Regions from separate parts of the Zea mays genome. Here regions 2 and 3 are each linked to region 1. The links are chromatin contacts, called in public Hi-C maps. All regions are on one chromosome and are shown on one strand. The core of a region is the stretch at or near the end of the contact, and the rest is flanking DNA. Distances in the headings are between cores, read along the strand shown.

Region 1 (3,116 bases), core at 296-2,795:
GCGTAATATTTTTAATCAAATGCACACAATTTCATTTTAAATTATATTGTATAACTTTAAAGTATAACTAGCCGTATATATAAATTTAAAGTACATGTAGCAATATATATATATATATATATATATATAATTAGAACTGTACATATTTAAATTATATTATGTACATTTAAATTAAAAATGTAATGATATTATATTTATTATGCATATTAAAATTATGTATATATGATAGATTAAGTGTTGTTGGATTAGTCTAGTATACAAAACAATACATAGCGGTACTATATAAGTGCTACTGGCATTAAAGGAATATCGCTATATCGTTTCATTCTCTAACATCTTCTCTATTATGCTCACTCTAGAGATTTTTTGCTAGCGATTAAATAAAAGAGAACACATTTCCTTTATTGATGCCAAGTCCTACAACTTCATAAAAAACTTATATGTTTAGCCAAAGTGAAACTAATGTACCTTTGAACGATATTTTTTTTAAAAAAAACATGCCAATATTATGATACTAAGTAACAATTTCACTTTATCATGTAATATAACATAGCATATCCATTTGACATAAAAATATATGTACTTTTCTTTATGCACTCAATCACTTACTATGGTTCGACTTTACATGATTTTAGAAGTTTTTTTACTAGGGTTTTATCTAGTTGAGCAAAGCCCAATTTTTTGAGTTTCCGACCTGATAGATTTCAGCCGACTTAACAACTTGACACATGCATTAATCCATGACATCTACTCTAGTTAATTACTTAGCATTCAATGCAACACACGTGATGGAGTGGTTAGCACTTAGATGAAGACAAAAAAGAATGTGAAGGAAGATGTATTTGCACAACAACACAATTGCGCAAAAGCAAAGCACCGGTGCGACGATGCACATGTTGTGAAAAGAAAAGAATAGTTTTGGCAATTAGCAATTTAGCATCAGCCGTCCGTGGTTAGCATTACGTTGGTTAGGACAGACAGCAGCGACAGGCCACTGACCATTAGTAACTGGCTCGTCACTGTAGTGACGTTTGGCACCTTCGTCTGTATGTTTATTTTTGGCACAACAAAATATAGAAATAGATACTATGCTCACTTTATCTATGTTTAGTTAAACTTCGAATGTTAGAAAATTAATACGATGTCAAGATATATTTCAATATGAGTAATTCATAACATTAATTGGATGCTTTAGATGCTTGTAGATTATTTTATAAACTTTATAAACGTTAAAGAAGTTTGTTTACTGCAAAGCTAAAGTGCCATGTAGTTTAGAATGGAGGGAATACGCATGGCAAAATAAAAAGTAAATTCAGGCATATTGGTAACGTGGTACCTTTTTTTAACACACATGTCTACATTTTGTGCAGGAAAAAAAAATAGCATCTGGCGTGAGCGCGCACACACAGCGACACGGCAACGCACTGGGAGTCCGCACGCGCACCAACCCTCCGATGTCCCATCCCCTCCCTAGCCTCCGCTCCGCCGCTCCCCCCAACTCCACCAGGCTCAGTGTCTCCGCTTCTCGCCGCTTTCCCCTCCTCCGCCTGGGCGCGCCGCCCGCCCGCCCCTCCCGATCCCGTGGACGTCCTCGCAGGCGGCGTGTTGCACGAGAGGTGAGCTCCACCACGCGCCCCCTCTCTCACCTCCCTATCGCTGTCAGTCGGTGCCCAGTTCCTCAGCCAACCAGCCGCGATCTGTCGGCGCTGCTCGCCTTCCCTGGCCCTCGCTCCTGTCGACGCCGCTTTATAGGGGGGCTGCGTACTGCCGCGATTGCCTTGCGATGGGAGTGGGGCTCCTCTCGACGCCTGTCAGCGCAAGATGCAGATCGGCCGAGGATGCAGCTGTGCTATGCTCGCAGATGCCAGTTGCTCCGAGCAAGCGCTTCGCGCCACTCCTAGCACTTTTAGTTCACTCGACAGACGGTAAGGATCTAGCGGCCTGATCTTGAGCACACGTATTCGTTCTCAGTTCTCAGGCTCGCGCAAAAGAGAGAATGTGTACTCTACTGAAACTGTTAGTGTGGCATTTTGGGTTACAGTTGTGCTTCCTAGCCTTCGATCTTTCTTTCAGTTAGTATTCATGCGTCAACCTGCCACGGGTAGTACAATACACTCATGAATCGATGCGGCAGTTGAATTTCGGCTGCATAGCGCAGTCATGAGATCTGCAGGATTACAGCTTACGAACCCATTGTATCGTTCGTCCCTGTAGCTAGGAAGCTGAATGAGGGAGACTTATGGTAATTTTGCCTCATTCGTCATCCAGACCCAGCAGCGGTAGAGCCTACCGTCTGTAACCATAAGGTCTCGGGTTCGAGCCCTAGCCTCTGCATATTATGCGGGTAAGACTTGATGCTTAAAGATATCCTTCCCCAGACCCCGCACAGTGCGGGAAGCCTACGGCACTGGGTACGCCCATTCGTCATCCAGACCCAGCAGTCTACTGGTTCTGGACTTCTGGTACTTGTAGGAGCGTCCTGTGTATGTGACTCTTCTCATAATAAGCTACCAGTCATGCTAGATCTTTCAAAAAAGTAAGTTTTTCCCCTCAATGCAGTAATCTAAAGGTGATTCCTTTTTTATTCGTTGAACAGCTTAGGGAATGTTTTACCAGTATTGTTCATGGTAAACTCAGAGTTTCTATCAACTGCCCGGGAAAGTGAACTTGTTTCCACTCCATCTTTAGTGTCAAAACCAATTTCTTCTACAGGGGCAACGGAACTACTTCGAAGGTATTTCCTGGAACCTTATTTCATTTTCATTTAGATAGTCAGCATTATGATCTCATCTGATATGTGAAAGCTATAGAACTTGTTCTTTGTGATTGTTTAGTTGTGTTCTGATATTCTGGATTTGTACATTTTCCAGTGAATTATGGGTGGGTTCTGCTGCTGCCTCAGTGCTGAAGAATTTGATGAATATGTCTATCCAAACAACCCTATCTATAGGCAATGCGTATCCTTGAGGCATCTTTTCCACAGCATTTTTGGCGGGGTAATATGAACTTTTATCCATTTTTTCAAGTATATTCTAGGCTCTAACCAACTGATCCAAAATGTCACATTGATTGATATGTGGATTTTGATACTTCTGACTCCATGCAACTGCTGTCAG
Region 2 (3,019 bases), core at 336-2,835, 150 kb after region 1:
TGAACTGAATCGCGCTCCGCATTATCCGTGGTGACTTGAAGGGCAAGGGATGACCCCACGGTGTGAGATCACACGTGGTGTATACCGGAGTATAGAACCAATCGGCTACTTCTGGATTTAAAGTCCGGATCGCGCTAGACAGTAGGAAGCGGTGCATGAAGATCTCCGCGGCAAACATGTGGCTGAGACACCTAGAGTCTTTAGCCACCATCTTCTTGTTGTACTTGGTCGGCAACTCGTAGACATACACCTTGAGCCTCCCAACGGGATCGTCTTCGAGCACATCACCAGCACTTCCTGGAATTTAGTTACGATCACAAAGAAAATGTGAGAAATTCTGAACTGTAATACCACGATCCTAATTTCAAAGCCATTGCAGTTCCGCTGCGACGCGTAGCTGAAGCCATACGAACCAGTAGCCACCGTATACAGTTTACTATGAATTTTTATGAGCCTTAAGAATAGTTTTAGTAGTAGGATCTAGCTGTACATGATATGAAGCAAGAATTTTGATGGTCGTCGGTGGCTTTATAAAGTCAAGAAGGTTAGAATTTCAGTTAGTGAACTCCAACTCAAAAGCATGGATAATGCATATATCAGTTCCACTGTCTGAAACGTCAGGTTTTGCTGACCGGAGGGAGTAACCATTAAAACATTCAGGTAAGTCTGCTAATCTGTACTGCTAGTGTCTACTGCCTGAGGTGCCCTTGCTTATATTTCGCAGAAAAGTTGGCTAGTTTCCATGGCCTCGGGTTTGGCCATATCTACTTGGAAGTTGGAAAAGAATCGAAATACACCTGTGCAGTGAAGCTCTGCTGCCGAGCATAAGCAAGGCAGGATTATGCCTTGCTTATGCTCAGATGCACACAATCTGAGGGTGCGGAGGAATAACATGTGTTACTAAGTTGACCTCGGGATCCTGAGGCACATGTGTGCAACCGTGTCAACTGCCTAGCCGGGGAATGGGATGTGTATTTCATCCCGCAAAGTGAGCAGAAGTGACAGCTGAGTGCGGCCGCTAACTCCTTGGAATCATTGACTAGGCGAAGGAAAGCGGTGGACCGCCTGAGCCAGGAGCTGATCCAACGGCAGATCTGCGCCCGCCCGCTCGTGTGGCCAAAGCTGCTGCTTCATAGGGTTCCACACTTCCAATTCCAATCGTGGCGGCGGCGGCAGATCCACTTGCAACCACCGGCGCGCGTCGAGAGGCAGGAGGGGGAGCGAGGCAATGCGTAGTCTGAGCGTGGCGCAAGGAAGGGGAAAGGGGTAGGAGAGCGAACCAGGCCAGGCGAGGTCCAGCCGGCGGGCATACCTTCGATCCGCTCGGTGTCCTGCGCCCTGGCGACAGCGACGGCGCCAGAGCAGGCGAGAAGCGAGACGGCGAACGCCACGGCCAGAGCCCGCGCGCTCCCCGCCCCCGTCCCCATTAGTCGCCCGCCACCCTCCGTCGGAACACGAGGAACGGGGAGATCGAGGCGAGGCAGGATTCGGAGGATGGGGGCAGCCGAGGAAGCGGCAGGAAGACCGTGGGATTGATTGATGCGCAGGGACAGGGACAGGGACAGCCGGACAGTGAGGTGGTGACGACTGATTTGAGGGAGGCCGAGGAGTCAAAAAGGGATGGCACTGGCACAGGTGTGGGAGCGAGCGGTGGAGTGGGCGAGTGGCGATGATGGCGGTGGCTTGCGGGCCGTCGCCGTCAGCGACGAGCTGTCGGTGGAGGGGAGAGGACAGCTGCCAGGTTGCCCTCCACGACCGGTAGTAGTACAAGGCGCCATTTTGACATGTCACTACTGCTTGTCAGTACTCACTGCTCTCAAATGGCCCAAAATAATCCATGGAGTTTTTGGAATTTTGAGGGTGTCTTTTTTTCCCCTGTAGCTGTTTATAAAGTGATTTTGTAGCTAGCTATGTTTGTTTCTGCTTATAAGTGGATTATGGTCTTATTTGCTTTGGTCTTGGCCGGATTCTGTCCGTCAGAATCGGTTTGTGGCACCCAAACGTTTTGCTTTTAGCTCATTTATGTGAGAATCATTTTTTTTAAATCATTTAAATCAACGTGAATGAGAATTCGTCGAGCCTTTACGATGAGACGTTTGTCGCTTTCTAAATCCAAAACCGTGGAGACCCCTTCATCTTCCTGCCTTTGTGATGAGACGTTTGTCGCTTTCTAAATCCAAAACCGTGCAGACCCTTTCATCTTCCTCCGCACGTAAGCCCAATGATATCTAGATTCTCATGATAGATAGATTATCTAAGAACCCAGATTTCCATAAAATATGGACTACACTTCAGTTAAAGGTGGTATTCCGAGCTATGCACTTGCTACTCTTCTGGACACGGGACTCAACTTCAGCATAAGGAAGACAACCAAAAGCAAATAAAGATTGCATGGCGTTACATGAAGGTGTTGGTGGTGCATATTTTTTAGACACCATGAATGGAAACCTACTTATAGGATTTATAGTTAGAATTATGTATTCTAACTATGTATTGTAGCCTCTACTAAAGAAAAGGCGTGTCGAGTTAAAAACCCAAAGCCCATGGGACACGATGAATAAAACTACTGGAAAGGGCTCGACGACGAGGTCCTGTACTTAGCCCTCATCGTTACAACAGTCGTTGCAACATTGAGAAGAATGGGGATCGTCCTGCATAACCTTCATACCTCTTACGTCTAAATCAAACCATATTGCAAATCCTATCACATTAAAAGAATAAGATATGATTCTAGCACTAAGTAAACTGTTTTTAGTTGCTAACTATGTTCATCTAAGTGCTAGGAAACTTTTCAAGTCGAACCTATCGGTACCCTGGAACAGGGGTACCCCTTACTATAGTATGAAGGTGCGGTGCCCGCGCGCCTATCTCTAAACGCGCGATAAACAGCACCCAACCCCGCCACGTGGACAGCTCCAGGGCCGCCACGTGGCCAGAGAAGGTGATACACTCCAAGGTATTAATGATGGGTCCGGACCCCATGGAAAAGTATCGGACCCCTGCATATACGGACCGGACC
Region 3 (3,456 bases), core at 378-2,877, 140 kb before region 1:
TGCATAAGAACATTACATCATTCAAATAAAACATAATAAAATATGCAGAACGAAATAGAGCGCGTTACTACGGTCACGCGAGGGAAAAGGAACCCGACAGTCGAAGCTTCGATCGAGGAGTTATAACGTTTACGCTACGCAAGTAGTAGCTAGGACATTTAATTTGATATTGTAAAATATAACTTATAACCGTTATGTAGTTTTGATTAAATCTACCACACTAATAGCTATCAAACAAATAACTAATATAATTAGCACGAGAGATTCTAAGCGAAGCGAATTTACGATGCATGAAACAATACGACAGCGTGCAGACGACGTGCGGGCACGCGCGACGTAGCATGTGAACAACGCATGAGACAGTGCGCGCGACCAGCGCGAAAGACGCGTGAACCAGCACGTAAACGACGTGCAACGACTTGCGTGAACAGCACGCGCGCCACAAGAACATCACGCGCGAACAACGCATAGATGGTGCGACGACGCCCACGGACAGCACAATGACACGAGAATCACTACATTTATCGGTTTATAATAAAGCATGGCCAACAATTAATTAATTAATTAACTAAAGCATGAGGTACGACAAAATAATATTTTTAACGTGTATACGATATTATTGTGAAGGTAAAACAATTAGAATAGAGTAAATCAGACGACCATAAAAGTTAATGTGTAGTTACTGAGCCGTTGATTTAATATTGCGCGCGGACAGCGCGCGGCAAGCGACAATGTGCGAAAACGGCACGCGGCAACGCGTGCGAATAGCACGCGCGACGACACGCACGACAACACGCGAAACAGCGCGACACGCGAAAGGCACGCGATTCAGCGCGCAGCAACACGCGAGAATCGCTATCAGATATCGTGTTTATACTAAATAAATATTAATTCAAAAACATTTGTGTAGATATAATCCTATTAACAGATATAAATGAAGCGTGTCTAAAACTATAAATTAGCTTAAGCAAACTACTACATTAATAACTCGGATAAATAAATAATCAACTAATTAATTAGAACATGTCTCACGACGAAATAATGTTACTAGCAGGTTGGCGATGAGGTTACAAAGTTAACGCGACTGAAACAAGTCAAAACAGATTTATGACACAAATTATACTGTATAAATAATAATCCCGATTATAAAAGACGCGACATATGAGAATTGCTAAACATGTATCGTGATTACACTAGGCAAGTATTTAAATCAAAAGATTTGAGTTGGTATTAATTACGTTAACATGTATTTATAAAATCGCAACTTAAATCTATAAAATAATCTTAACAGAATCGCCATTACACTAACCATCAAACAAACACATAATTAATTAATCAACTAAAACATGTGTTACGATAAAATAATATTTTTTTAACGTGCACATGAGATTATTGCGAAGCTAATACACCCGGGAAGGAATAAATCGGACATCTAACGCAAAGGATATCGAGTAAATAATTTTTTGCGGGTTTAAGGCAACGTGGCGCGATTCTATCGGCTAGATCGAGGCCACATGAAGGGTCATTGATTTTTCAATAGCCACAAATAATCCCATGGTGGGCCATGACGTGTGGGTGTTTTCCTCTTTTTCTTCTCTACGGAACGCACGATCTTCCAGGAAACTACCATGGAGAAGAAAATGCCGTGGATATCGGGCTTGACCAAGGGGACTAACCACGTCGGGGCAGCGCTGGTCGACCGGCAAGAGCAGAGCGCCGGCTGCCTATTTGCGCGAGGGAGCAGGGGCCCCGACGCCTGGGCCCACGGGCGAGCCGCCGCGCGGCTGCCGGCTGCTTATCGCGTCGCGCTGGGCAAGCTGTGCTGGCTGCCGTGCGCGCTGGCCGCCGCGCTGGCTGGCTGCCGCGCTGGCTGCGCCGAGCTCGCGCGCACCCGCGCCGAGACGCCGCGCCCGGGGACGTCGAGCCTGGCCACACCGCGCCGCCGGCCGAGGAAAACAGAGGGAGCACGCAGGGGAGGCAGCCATGGATTGAAGACGCCCTGCCGCATGGGACATGGCCACGGCACAGCAGCCTGATCGGAAAAAAGGAGGGAGCACGCAGAGGAGGGGAGAGAGGGAGAGGGCTCACCTGCGCACGCAAGAAGACCAATAACCGTCTGGATGGGATGCCTGGTCCTGCGCGATTTAGATCTGGGGAGGGAGACGAGGGGTTATGCGACGATGGGGTGCTGTGTGTATATAGAAAGGAGATAGCGTGGGAGGTGGTTGCCAAATTCGTCGCGGAATCGCGTCGCGACCGAGCGAGAGAGACAGTTGTGAGCACGACGAGGGTAGACACGAGCAGCATGACGTTTGCGAGGAAAGACATTTTAACGATCCCGCGAAAAGGACACGAGATCTGGAATAGACTCGACGAGAGGAAAATATATATACATATATTATCGAGTTTCCAGAATTTTATAGTTTTTGCAAATACTAAATTTTAGGTATTTAATTAATATTAGAAAAACTAAAATTCATATTTAATACTCGAAAAACGTTCCAAAGATTCTAAAAACTCTTGGAAACATCATCGAGATATTTTAATCTGTTACGAAACATTATGCACTCATAAACACTATGCATCGGCATGAATGCAATAATCAAAGTTCCTCTAAGATTTTATTCCACTAGTTTTATGCCAACATAAAACAAAATAATTCTCCATTTTTAGGAAAAAGAGAAGGAAAGCAAAGAAATGAGAGAGTGGCACCTGAATTCGGTGGATATTAGAAAAGAAATTTTTATACCCCAAATTCAGGGTGTTACATATATAAAGAATGAGGAGGAACCAGATGACAAAATTGCAGCTGAACGCATTGCGAGGCAGTCAGCTCATTACACTCTCATTGGGGAAACACTATACAGAAGGGGCGCATCAGGAGTCCTCATGAAATGCATTCTCTCAGCTACTGGAAAACAACTTCTGGATGAGGTCCATGCAGGGCAATGCGGGATACACGCAGCATCTAGGACCCTGGTTGGGAAGGTCTTCAGGTCGGGTTTCTACTGGCCAACGGCAAAAAGTGATGCAGTCGAGTTAGTCAAGAGGTGCGAAGCCTGCCAGTACTTATCAAAATAGCAGCATTTACCAGCACAACAACTGCAAACCATACCTGTAACCTGGTCGTTCGCATGCTGGGGACTAGATATGATTGGACCCTTCAAGAAAGCTCAAGGAGGATACACTCATGTGCTGGTTGCTATTGACAAATTCACTAAATGGATAGAGTTCAAACCCATTGCTTCTCTAACCTCAGCTAAGGCAGTGGAATTCATACAAGACATAATATTTAGGTTCGGAATACCAAATAGCATCATAACCGACCTGGGATCCAACTTCACATGCTCAGAGTTTTTTGATTTCTGCGAACAAAAAAGCATTCAGATCAAATATGCCTCTGTGGTGCACCCAAGAGCCAACAGGCAGGTAGAAAGAGCCAACGGGATGATACTG

The links. Hi-C and Micro-C count contacts between places; a contact is called where the count stands out from the background.
Region 2: a contact with region 1 is called in a Hi-C map of tassel, with 2.5 times the contacts expected there. The contact joins the promoter of LOC100274514 here to the promoter of LOC100282797 in region 1. A contact is called at or near these places in 4 of 25 Hi-C or Micro-C datasets (bundle sheath, ear, leaf and 1 more).
Region 3: a contact with region 1 is called in a Hi-C map of leaf, with 4 times the contacts expected there. The contact joins the enhancer-like site here to the promoter of LOC100282797 in region 1. A contact is called at or near these places in 2 of 25 Hi-C or Micro-C datasets (both in leaf).

Annotation. Positions count from the first base shown.
Region 1 is chr3:159,460,099-159,463,214 of Zm-B73-REFERENCE-NAM-5.0, reverse strand. It overlaps LOC100282797, which reads left to right and starts at 1,545. Exons shown (of 6, transcript NM_001155703.1): 1 at 1,545-1,925; 2 at 2,597-2,734; 3 at 2,871-2,996. The coding sequence starts at 2,877.
Region 2 is chr3:159,313,254-159,316,272 of Zm-B73-REFERENCE-NAM-5.0, reverse strand. It overlaps LOC100274514, which reads right to left and starts at 1,585. Exons shown (of 4, transcript NM_001148871.2): 1 at 1,313-1,585; 2 at 1-297. The coding sequence starts at 1,427.
Region 3 is chr3:159,604,177-159,607,632 of Zm-B73-REFERENCE-NAM-5.0, reverse strand. No RefSeq gene overlaps it. Among protein-coding and RNA genes, the nearest start is that of LOC103650822, 47 kb to the left of the region's middle. Within about 2 kb of position 1,627, at least 4 of the 20 cell types and tissues checked have an H3K27ac peak or open chromatin away from gene starts, as enhancers often do. A contact at or near this core is called in leaf, where this site is marked.